Linked DNA regions of Danio rerio: region 2 is linked to region 1. The links are chromatin contacts, called in public Micro-C maps. All regions are on one chromosome and are shown on one strand. Each heading gives the region's core, a stretch centred on a gene start, on an enhancer-like site or on the middle of the called end of the contact. The rest is flanking DNA. Distances are from core to core; before and after follow the strand shown.

Region 1 (6,194 bases), core at 2,569-5,068:
TCTTTGGACTGTGGGGGAACCGGAGCACCCGGTGGAAACCCACGCGAACGCCGGGAGAACATGCAAACTCCTCCTAACACCTGCAGCATGATGACTTTCATCAACATTTGACGTAAGCTTGCCCGAGCTCTGAAAGTAAAATTGCAATGTGAGGGGCGGTCAAGGGAGAGAGTGGAGGGGGGACAATCGCGTCTGAGCCGCACCATTCTAGCTACTGGTGTTCCTCAGGGCTCAGTTCTTGGACCGCTTCTCTTCTCCATTTACATGGGCTCTGTCATTCAGAAACATAGTGTGATGTGGTTCAAGCTTCATAATTCAGCCAAAGACTGATGTGGCAACTAGCGAGCACTTTAATACAAAATAAATTACGAATGGTTTTTCTTGGATGACACAAACATAACTGCAACTTAGAGTGGCAGATGGTTTTGATGTGTTTCTTTATTATTATTCGTTCATTTTCCTTTGGCTCAGTCCCCTTATTAGTCTGGGGTCACCACAGCGGAATGAACCGCCAACTATTCCAGCATATGCTTTACACAGCAGATGCCCTTCCAGCTGCAACCCAGAACAGGTAAACACCCATACACTCTCACATTCAGACACACTCTCATTACACTATGGCCAATTTAGTTAATCCATTTCCCCTATAGCGCATGTGTTTGGACTGTGGGGGAAACCGGAGCACCCGGAGGAAACCCACGCCAACACGGGGAGAACATGCAAACTCCACATAGAAACGCCAACTGAGCCAGCCGGGACTCAAATCAGTGACCTTCTTGCTGTGAGGCGACAGTGCCACCCTATTTATTATTATTATTATTATTATTATTATTATTTTAATAGAAGAATGTCTGCGTCAAACCCTGCGCTTCACTGCTATTGGCTTTATAATCGTTCTCTACAATGTGAACAACTGAGCAAGCACTCGATCTGCTCTCCTAATGAATGCGCAATATATATGTTTATGTCCTCTGGAAGGCTCTCGGGCTCTCCTGTTTCTCAGATTCTCATTCATGTCTCTCATCTGCTTTTAAACCAAATTTTCTCCGCTTTTCTTCACTTTCAATAATGATTTGCCTCATTTACGGCAGGAATGTTTCTAGAGCAGACAAACTCAAACAGACGTTCACTGTGAACATGGTGGCGAGCAGCTTGAATGATCTGACAATGTTTTTAAATGAGAAAGTTCTGGATACATTTCTGTGTTAGCGTATGGTCTGTTAGTTTGGATACGTGTTGACGTCTGTGCTAGTGTGTCGCAACAATTTAATTAAATTATAACGTGCACTTTTTACATTTACCTTTATTTACAGATTTTTACTTTTCATTTTTTAATTTAACTTGTACTTTTTATTCATTTATTTAAATGTTTACATGCCTTGTTCTGCCATGATGACAGAACATAATATTAGTTATTTAGCAATAGACTAGTAGTATTCAGCTTAAAGCATAATTTAAAGGCTTAACTAGGTTTATTAACTTAAAGTTGGGGTAATAAGGCAAGTCATTGTATGACAGTAATTGAAAAAAAATCTTAAGGCAAAGATTTTTTATGTAAAAAAAAAAAAAAAAAAAAAAAAAATATATATATATATATATATATATATATATATATATATATATATATATATATATATATATATATATATATATATATATATTATTTTTTTTTTTTTCAATCCAGCCAAAAAAGGAATGTTTTATTAAAAAAAAATATTTAAAAAAATGTAAAAAAAAAAATATATACACACACACACTGGCCACTTTATTAGGTACACCTGTCCAACTGCTTGTAAATGCAAATTTCTAACCAGCCAATCACATGGCAGCAGCTCAATGCATTTAGGCATGTCGACATGATCAAGACGATCTGCTGCAGTTCAAACTGAGCATCAGAATGGGGAAGAAAGGGGATTTAAGTGACTTTGAACGTGGCATGGTCGTTGGTGCCAAACAGGCTAGTCTGAGTATTTCAGAAACTGCTGATCTACTAGGACTTTCATGCACAACCATCTTTAGGGTTTACAGAGAATGGTCTGACAAAGAGAAGATATCCAGGAAGCGGCAGTTCTGTGGGCGCAAATGCCTTATTGATGCCAGAGGTCAGAGGAGAATGGCCAGACTGGTAATAGAAAATATGTGTTTATAAATATATACACAAGTTTAGTATTTTATTAAATAATTAAATATGCATTTTATTTTGATCTAAACTAAATATTCATTTACAGATGAATACATTACCTGGGTACTGGGTGTAATGTAATTTCGTTCTGCATTACATCTACTCTGATGTTTTAAATGACAAGATAAAGAAATTGAACTGATATTATTGTTTATTATTGAAATAATTTATGTTTTTATTTGATAATAAATTCATGATATTATTTTTGATATTATTTGTAATCATACCAGTATATTCTGATAGAAAGAACTGATATTATGTTTAGTCATTTAAAACTGAACATGCTCTCAGAAAAATGACGTCTGCTGCTTGTACCATCTCTTTATTTAAAATGAGTTGAAACAACACAGTTCTTAAGGGTTTTTTGTAACAACTTAATTGTTTTATGTTCAATCAACTTATGTTTGTAAAAATGTTTACGTTAACTTGATCAATTTGTCTTGGGACAACATGAAGGAATTGTGTAGAACCCAGCATTTTTTACGGTGTAGTGTAAGATAAATATTTTTTTTCACTATTGAAGTAATCGTGTGTTTTTATTTAATTAATTTATACTTTATTTTACATTTTGAGTTTTTTTTTACATCTGATTCTCAGGACTGTGCGCACGTGGGACTTGACCTCCGAAAAGAAGCACAAATCAGTGTTCAAGCCTCGATCCCAGCAGGGCAAGAGAGTGATTCCCACCTGCTGCACCTACAGCCGGGACGGCAAACTCATCGCCGCAGGCTGCCAGGACGGGACCATCCAGATCTGGGACCGAAACCTGAGCGTAAGTGTGTTTTTCCCCATATCGCTACTGCATCTCTGAGTCAGAAATACGGTGGGGATGCACAATATATCAGTGCAGCATCATTTTCACAATGTGTGCATACACAAAATCCATGTATATGCACAGCTAGTGTTTTGTCCTTCACTGATAAACGATTCATTTATACAAATTCATACACTACGGCCAATTCAGTTCATCAATTCCCCTATAGCACATGTGTTTGGACTGTGGGGGAATCCAGAGCACCCTGAAGAAAACCCTCGTTAACACTGGGAGAACATGCAAACTCCACACAGAAATGCCAACTGGGACTCCAACCAGTGATTTTCTTGCTGTTAGGTGACAGTGCTAACCACTGAGCCACGATGCTGCCCTTGTTTTGTGCAAATATAAGATTATTTTACATTGCATGTTGGCACATAAGGTTGCTCTTTATTTTGACTAGTTTCTTCCGAAAAGGAAAACAAAATAACATTTTTACTTGATCCACAAGAATTTAGAGATATTTAGACTAGAAATTAGACAAAGCAAAGGAAGAAAAGCCTCTTTTAAACATTGTGATTATTCAATTTCTCTACCTGAATACTCATAGACTCCTCAGAAAACTGTCAAATAGATATCGCAATATTTATTAAAGAAAAATGAGAGATTTTTTCCAATATAATGCAATACCACTTTAAGAGATGCGATAAAGCTCTGCTGTTCAGTGTCAGTGCAGACGGAGCGTGCAGGACGACTGACCGTCCCGGATGCAGAGATCAAAGGTCATCAGCCGCTGACACTGAGCAGGTCTTCAGTGGATCTGGGCTGTAAATGATCAGCGTGGGTGTCCTGCTGTCTGCTCTGACGGGGATGAATGGGGCAGAAATGGGCTGATTTGCTGCTGTTTGTTTGGTCAGGGCATCACACTGGTGGTCCTGAGCGCCGGATGACACCACTGAGGCTTTTTCTGGGTTACTGGAGTTCCTCAGGGCTCTGTGCTTGGACCGCTTCTCTTTTTCATTTACATGGCATTACTGGGTCTGTCATCCATCGTTCTTACTTCATCTTTTAGGCAAAGAAGGAGGTGGGAACTAGTGAACATTTTAAACCCTGGCTGCTTGATTATGGGATAAATCATAATCGCGATTATTTAAAACGGTTATCAGTGGGCCCTGTGTCCAAAACGTTTTATATGTGTGTAAGTTTCAGCTCAAGATACAACACAAATACTGTTGTATGACTCTTATGTCAGTTTGGTGACTGTCGCTTTAAATTCAAATGAGATTGCGCTCTTTTTCTAAAGAGGGCGGAGCTACAAATGCCTGTGCGTCAGCATAGTGGCGGATTCAAAAACAAGACTAACGTCCTATGCTAATGAGGGAGAGATGGCGACTAGTGGGCAGGGCTTTTTCTTTTTGATGACACGTACAAAGAGAGGATGTCAAAGTGTTTCTGCAGACTGTTTTAGTCTAGTCTGATTATAAACAATACAATTAATACATTGTTATCATTAGACGCCAATACTTTTGCCACACAACTGTTTAAACCCCCTTATAAAAGTGATTTTTGCATAATAGGTCCCCTTTAATGGCCCATTTCCACTCAGTGGTATGGTACAGTAGGGTTCGGTACACTTTCATGTCCATTTCTACAGTCAAAAGGTACCAAAAATGGCCCGTTTCCACTGGATGGTATGGTTCCGTTCGGTATGTTTTTATGGCTGTTTCCACTGTCATTCATTTGTTCATTTTTTAGCTTAGTCCCTTTATTAATCTGGGGTCGCCACAGCGGAATGAACCGCCAACATATCCAGCACATGTTTTACACAGCGGATGCCCTTCTAGCTGCTGAAAAACACACTACGGACAATTTAGCCTACCCAATTCACCTGTACCTCATGTCTTTGGACTGTGGGGTAAACCGGAGCACCCAGTGGAAACCCACTTGAACACGTGGAGAACATGCAAACTCCACACAGAAATGGCAAGTGACCCAGCCAAGGCTCGAACCAGCGACCTTCTTGCTGTGAGGCGACAGCACTACCTACTGCGCCACTCCGGCGCCGTTTCCACTGTCTAAAGATACATAAAAGCGAACCGTACCGTAAGACTTTTTGGGTACCCTTTGCAAAGGGTACCTAACCTGGTAAAAGGATACCAAAAGGCGGAGCTAGACGCATAGCTGAACGCTATTGGTTTACAGAGAAGTGTCACTCGCTCGTGGAACAAGCCAGAAGGAAAACAAAGGAACCATCATATTTAAAAACAGTCCAGACATTACACCGTAATAATAGATATACATATAATAACAGGCCCGGAGCAAGCTGAACTGCCGCTCTAGGCAGAGGACGATCACACCGCCCTGAACCCCAATGTGAAAACGAAAGTGACCGGTTATGAAAATGAAGTGAGGTGTCGCGGACCTCTATTCTGCCGCTCTATATGCGCGGATATGACTGAGGACGCGCGGGTGCTGAAGGAGATGTCGCTGACGCCGCCCTCTCTATTCTGCCGCCCTATGCGTGCATTTAACTGAGGACGCGCGGGTGTCGCAGACCTCTATTCTGCCACCCTATGCACGGATGTAACTGAGGACGATCACACCGCCCTCAACCCCAATGCTGATGGAGGTGTCGCGGACGCCGCCCTCTCTATTCTGTCGCCTATACGTGAAGATAACTGAAGATGCGGGTTGTGAGGGAGGTGTCGCGGACGCCGCCCTCATTATACTGCCGCCCTAGGCAGCTGCCTTGGTCACCTCTATGGACGCGCCGGCCCTGTATAATAACAAGCCATGGTCGACCCGAGCTCAAACTAACTATGTCGTCAAAGTTACACAGAGACACAACCCTGATAAAGGTGACTTGTACTGTACCGATCTGAACCGCACCACTCAGTGGAAACAAGGCGTTAGAGCAGGGGGTGCCAAACTCATTGTAGCTCAGGGGCCACATAGAGGAAAATCTATTCCCAAGTGGGCCGGAAGGGTAAAATCATGATATATATTACTTAAAAACAACAACTTCAGAATGTTTATTTTTTTGTTTTAATAGGATCAGCATACAAAATTGTAGCCTGAGGACAACACGATCTCACAGCGATTCGTAACTTTTGATCACGTATGAATTCGGACAATCTCATTCGTACAATTTATTATGATTTGCTTATCCACCAATGACGGTTGGGTTTAGAGATGTGGTTGGGTGCAACGCCTAATTTTATATATAACGTACATTTTCATACGACTGAACTCGTACAG
Region 2 (6,194 bases), core at 1,582-4,081, 570 kb before region 1:
TACCTGAACCATCCATGCTTCGAATCGCCAGTACCTTTAACAACAAGTGTGTCAATTTTCTGTCTTCTTCTTCTGTGTTACAAGCTGGTGTCAGAAGCTTAACGTTGTGTAGCGCCATCTAATGTCAAGGAGTGATTTTGCGTACTCTTCTGCTCGACGCCAGTGAAAGTCGCTTGGGTTTAAATACGAAAAAAAGTCTCGAAAAATGCTGATGATGGATGCAAGTGGAAAGCGTCCTGGTGTGTACGAGCCTTTTCTTTGCAAAAAAAAAAAAAAGGCTGATTTTACAACTCCTCTAGGGTTAAACAGCTGATCTCTGGGTCTGATGGGAGCACTTTTAGCTTAGCATAAATAATTGAATCAAACTAAACCGTTCGGGAACAGATCCCAAAAGACTTTATAATTTGAACAGCATCTGCGCTAACATTAATCTGTTTTTATTTTTCCAGAGGTTTCCATAATCCTGGACCAGGCTGTATCCTGAGCAACTGGTGTGGTGGTCATGAAGGAGTGGAGAGCATGAGATTGATTCCTAAAAGAGCCCAATGACAGATGAGTCTTTGCATTGATCCTAAATGGCCAATGGTACCAAAATAAAGCACCGAAATTCATCTGTTATTTGGGTCCGGTGCATACCAGTTACATAGATACAAACCCTACTAATTGACTTTATTTCCTCACTAACCCAACATTAATTACCATGTAACCAACGCAATTGGTTACTGTTTAAAAGTGATGATAGATTCTATAGTCTACGCATAATAAACCTCCACACTGTGGACAGAATACAGTGTTCAACAGCACTGTGCACTTCTGAAGACGTCTGCAGACTAACACGACACTACAGTCACTCCTAATATTAGCATGAGCGTGTTTGGCACTGGCTGACATTATGTAAACAATAAGGTGTTTAGTAATGAGCATCTGCGCCAGGGTTCTTCATGTTGTCTAATTACTTGCATTAGGGCCACATGAATTATTCTTGGTAAGCCCCTCTGGATAACAGCATGCGCGGATCCATTGAATGAGATTATTTCAGCCAACCAATTATGACCTCTCATTTCTGCAGAGAGTAAACAGCGTCGGCTCAATAAATCTGCTTTCGGGTTATAATCAAAGATGATTAAAACTTCACACCCTAAGACTATAATATATATTAGAAGCGCAAGAGAAAACACAAATATGTTGTTTTATTTTTTTATTTTTGACATACCATGCAAGTACTGAGGTAAATATCTTTCTTATAAACACCAGGGTGAAATTTTTTTTAAAACTATTATATACAGTTAAATAATAACAAATAATAATCAAACAATTATAATAAAAATTAAAATTACCCCGTGGAGTAATGGTGTTTTATTATTTAATTATTATTTAATAAATAATCATATTTGCTATGTAATAAATAGTCAATATTGTTTATTAAATAATAATAATTATTTGTTAAATAATAAATAAAAGTATTAAATGAATAATAAATACATTTTTATTACATAATAATTAATAATATTTTATTAATATTTTAATATTTTAATAATTATTTATTACAATATATATTTTTTAATCATAATAGTTTCTTATACCATGAAGGTGAAAAAATGATTAAAAACTATGATACACTGTTAAATACTTAATAAATAAATAAATAAATAAATAAATAAATAAATAAATAAATAAATAAATAAAAAAATAAAAAATAAAAAAATATCCTGCAATGTTATGGTGTGTAATTCTAATAATAAAAATATTATAATAAATAATTATTATTATTTAATAAGTAATTGTATTATTATTTAATAAATAACTGTATTATTTATTAAACAATAATGATTATTTATTAAATAATAAAATATATTTATTAAATAATAAGTATATAACCATTATATACTGTTAAATAATAAATTAATTAATTAATTAGTCATTCTGTGCAGTTATGGTGTGCAACGCTAATAATAAAAATGTTAGAATAAATAATAATACATAATTATTTATTAAATAATAAGGATTAGTTATTAATAAATAAATACAAATGATTTATTAAATAATAATTATTATTTATTTAAATATTTTTCTAAACAGATTTTTTATTACAGTAGTTTCTTACACCATTATAACTATTATATACTGATAAATGATAAATAAATAAATAATCCTGTGGAATTTCAGTGTGTAACTCTAATAATACAAATATTCTAATTATTAATAAGAAATAATTATTAATATTATTTAATAAATGATCAATATGATAATAAATGATCATTAACCACTTTCTAATAACTAATTGCTTTTGTCTTGCCATGATGACAGTATATAATATTTTACTAGTTATTTAGCGGTCTGTAAACAGTGGTTTGTTCTGTAGCAAATAAAAAATAATTATAATTTCTTAACGGGATAGTAATGTTGTATAATATTAATATCATGTAATTATAGTATTATAGTAATAACACAAACCTTTTTTTATGTAACTGTTTTATTACCGCCGAACCAAAATAAATAAGTTTGTAATAATAAATCAAACAAAGTAAGTTTGTAATAATATTTAAAAAATAAATAAATAGGAAAATACTACTGAAATACAGGAAATACTGCAAAAAAATTAATAAATAAAACCATAACATAGATAAAAAGTTAATTAACCTCAACATCCAAATATTCCTCTACAAATGTATCCAGCTTCCCATTTCATTCACTCCATGAGTCTCAATTACGCTCTTAATCTCTAAAACAGGAGCGTCACCTCCAGATTTTCCACAGCTCCTGTTCTCTTTGTCCTTTCACACGAGTCATTGTTCTCCTCTCACTTCTCAGGTTGCATTTACAAATTGTTCTGCGTTATCATGTTCGGGACAAACAGCAGATAGGACGTGTAACGCAGGAGTGCTGGAGGCAGAAGGGGCTCTTCTGATTTTAAATGGGAGGTTGGAAGAATAATGTGTGGGGAGATAAGATCCGCGCTTCTCCTCCCAACGAGACGTCCCTGGAGAAGAGGGCGAAAGGAGCAAATGTTTAATCTACATGTATTTTTCTCCAGCTCTTAGTGCCTGGCCGGCTGCCAGTCGACACCGTTGCGCTTTGTCGTGAAGCTGAATCTCTCATTGACACTCTGTGTGGTAACAGTTTCACTCACAACACTGGATACTGTTAGTTAATGGTGTCCGAGTACGGCGGAGCCTGAGTACAGTGTCATGTGATCCTGATAAGTGTCTGATAAGTGACTTTCAGCTGCTGGATTTATCTCAACAGCAGCAAGACTGTTTAGGAACCATTGATGACAGGCTGAGCAAAATACCAATGCAATTATTAATAATAAGGCACACAGGGGCGGACTGGCCATCTGGCAATTCTGGCAAATGCCAGAAGGGCCGGACCATTTTTTAAATGTGGGCCGGTCAGCAAATTTTTTTAATTTTTAATTTTTTTAATTTTTAATTTTGTTTATATGTATTGTTTTTACATGCAGGCAACTTTTGCAAGATGTGAGTATTATGATGATGATGACGATGATAATAGTAATAATAATAATAAATGTTTGGCCCAATCGGCAATGACCGGCTGGTCAAGATGGGCAGACCCAATTAGAGGTTACGCGGACGTAATCAAAATCTGGCAAGAATGTCAAAAAATAGTAAGTGCAACACAAGCTAATTGTCAGAAATGGACCATAAAAAAGGAAAGGCGGTGCCGAAAAGCTCAGAGAAAGCAAAAAAATAAGTAATTCAATGCCTAAAATTCGAGCCTCGGCTGGGTTAGTTGGTGTTTCTGTGTGGAGTTTGCATGTTCACATGGGTTTCCTCCTGGTTTCCCTCACAAGTCCAAACACACGTGCTGTAGGTGAATTGGGTAGGCTTAATTGTCCATAGTGCATGTATCTGAATGTGTGTGCATAGAGGTTTCACAGTGGGTTGCACCTTGGAGGGCATCTGCAGCGTCAAACATATGCTGGACAAGTTGGCGGTTCATTCCGCTGTGGTGATCCAGATTAATAAAGGGACTAAGCCGAAAAGATAATGAATGAATGAAACGATTGCATATATAAATGTGTTTTTGTTCCAGTCGCATACATTAAAGGTTTAAATATCTATTACATATATGGTACTGCTTATATTATTTCACCAATATAAGTAGTGAATGTGCGTGTCCGTGCATGGGGCTGTGTCGGTGTGGTAATGTGGGCTGGTGTGGCTACAGTGCCAGGACTGATTTTTAGTCCCAGTCCGCCCCTGAAGGCACATCAAAGATGGCTCAGGCTGTAGGATGTCATAACTGAGAGTGCGTTTTAATCCCATAGGGGGCACTAGACCCGTTGACTGATTTTGGTCCCTCTTGTTCCTTTCATTTAGGCTATTTGTTCACATTTATTATTACTTTGCATTACTGCCTAAGTTACCGACTTAAGGCAGTGATTATCCTTTTTTTATAGTAATATTAATATGCACAGTTTCGCTATTACTGATTTCATCAATGAAGGTTATGCAACAATACCGCTTATTAACACAGACGGATCATGGCTTCAGTGCCAAACGAGTGCTTTAAATCATATTTTATTCTCCTTATTTCTTTCCGTTTTATTTCAAATAATAGGCCTATAAATGTTTAAAGTTTTAGGAAGAGACTTCAATCACGCCCACACATGCAAGCTAATCCACTGTTAGACTATTCGTATAACCAACGCTATCTCACGGCAGTTTGTAACTTTTTGATTTAGTGGCTAAATCATATGAATTTGTACGATCTAATTGGTACAATTTAGTACGATTTGATCATCACCCGATGACGGTTGGGGTTAGGGGTGGGGTTGGTTGCCACGCCTCCTTTATAAAATCGTACGATTAAACTCGTACAAAAATCTAGTACGAATTAGCCACTAAACTGACAAAACGTAAAATACTTTTCCTCGCTAGATCAGGCTGGTATAACCGGTAAATAAATATAGTGAAATCAGCTGACCGAGTCATCACGCTTCACGTAGCCTATTACCCAACCAGTTAAATGTTACAATCTAATGTCATTTAAAAAATGATTTAGTTGCATTTTAAGGCATTAGTGTAGCCAGAGAGATACCTAAAAAAAGATACCTAGATTTACAGTTATTACCGTGAAAACTGGTTCAATTTTAGCATAACATGCAATTCAATAGGCTGCAGTATATAACTTTTTTCATAATTTTAAAGGTAAAAATAAAGATTTATCTAAGGCAATTTTTTTTCCGTGACTGGTAAAGTCCTGTAAAACTGTAAAAGTGCGCTTTTAGATGTCAAAATGAAAGCAAACAATCAAAATGGTTCTGCATTTTGTCAGTTTTAGCTTAATTATAATAATAATAATAATAATAAATATAATGAATTATAATATTAATTTTTGTGCTTGAAACAAAATGATTATATAATTATTGTAAAATGTATTTATTTGTTTGTTGTTTGTATTATTTATTTATTTAATTATTTACATTTTATTACATTTTGTTTCTTTACATTGGTTTATTTACATATTTATTTATTTATTTATTTATGTTATTTATTTATAAAAAATATTCATCTATTTATTTATTTATGTATTTAAATGTTTTATTTATTTATTATTTTTATTTATTTAAATTTTATTTATTTATTTTTTGTTTGTTGTATTATTTATTTATTTAAGTTTTTATTTATTTACATTTTATTCTTTTATTTATTTGTTTGTTGACTTATTTATTTATTTACTTTTTTATTTATTTATTTATTTATGTATTTACATTTGTTTAGTTATATTTTTATTTATTTAAATTTGTTTATTTATTAGTTTGTATTATTAATTCATCTGCATATTTATTTGTTTACATTTTTATTATTTTTATTTACTTTTATTAATTTTTTTATTATTTTATTAATTTACGTTTTATTTATTTACATTTGATTGTTTATATTATTTATTTAAATTTTTTATTTACATATTAATTTTTTTTTTACATTTTTATTTATTTATTTATTAATTTTTATTATTTATAATGCATTTGGTGTTGTTTGAGTGTTGGTTTCTTTGTGTTAAGTGCTGGTTAAATATTTCTGAAGCACCACAAAGGCCTAAATTAATTGCCTCAAGGGGATTAATAAAGTTTTAAAATAAAAACTATAAAGAGGATTATATCCTCAAGAGAGTTTTGTGAATTTAGTTTTTTTTCCATGTCATCACATTGGTCATTATTTTCATGT

Evidence for each region. Hi-C and Micro-C count contacts between places; a contact is called where the count stands out from the background.
Region 2: a contact with region 1 is called in a Micro-C map of caudal fin, with 9 times the contacts expected there. The contact joins two enhancer-like sites. A contact is called at or near these places in 2 of 18 Hi-C or Micro-C datasets (caudal fin and embryo) and 1 of 4 datasets of contacts at active chromatin or transcription factors (caudal fin).

The regions. Positions count from the first base shown.
Region 1 is chr10:1,887,110-1,893,303 of GRCz12tu, reverse strand. It overlaps wdr70 (WD repeat domain 70), which reads left to right. Exons shown (of 18, transcript XM_073914328.1): 10 at 2,780-2,954. The region is part of intron 1 of LOC141376283; the gene reads left to right. Among named protein-coding and RNA genes, the nearest start is that of wdr70, 43 kb to the left of the region's middle. Within about 2 kb of position 3,818, at least 3 of the 62 cell types and tissues checked have an H3K27ac peak or open chromatin away from gene starts, as enhancers often do.
Region 2 is chr10:2,453,493-2,459,686 of GRCz12tu, reverse strand. All of the region lies in intron 1 of LOC141376283, which reads left to right. Among named protein-coding and RNA genes, the nearest start is that of tdgf1, 83 kb to the right of the region's middle. Within about 2 kb of position 2,831, at least 6 of the 62 cell types and tissues checked have an H3K27ac peak or open chromatin away from gene starts, as enhancers often do.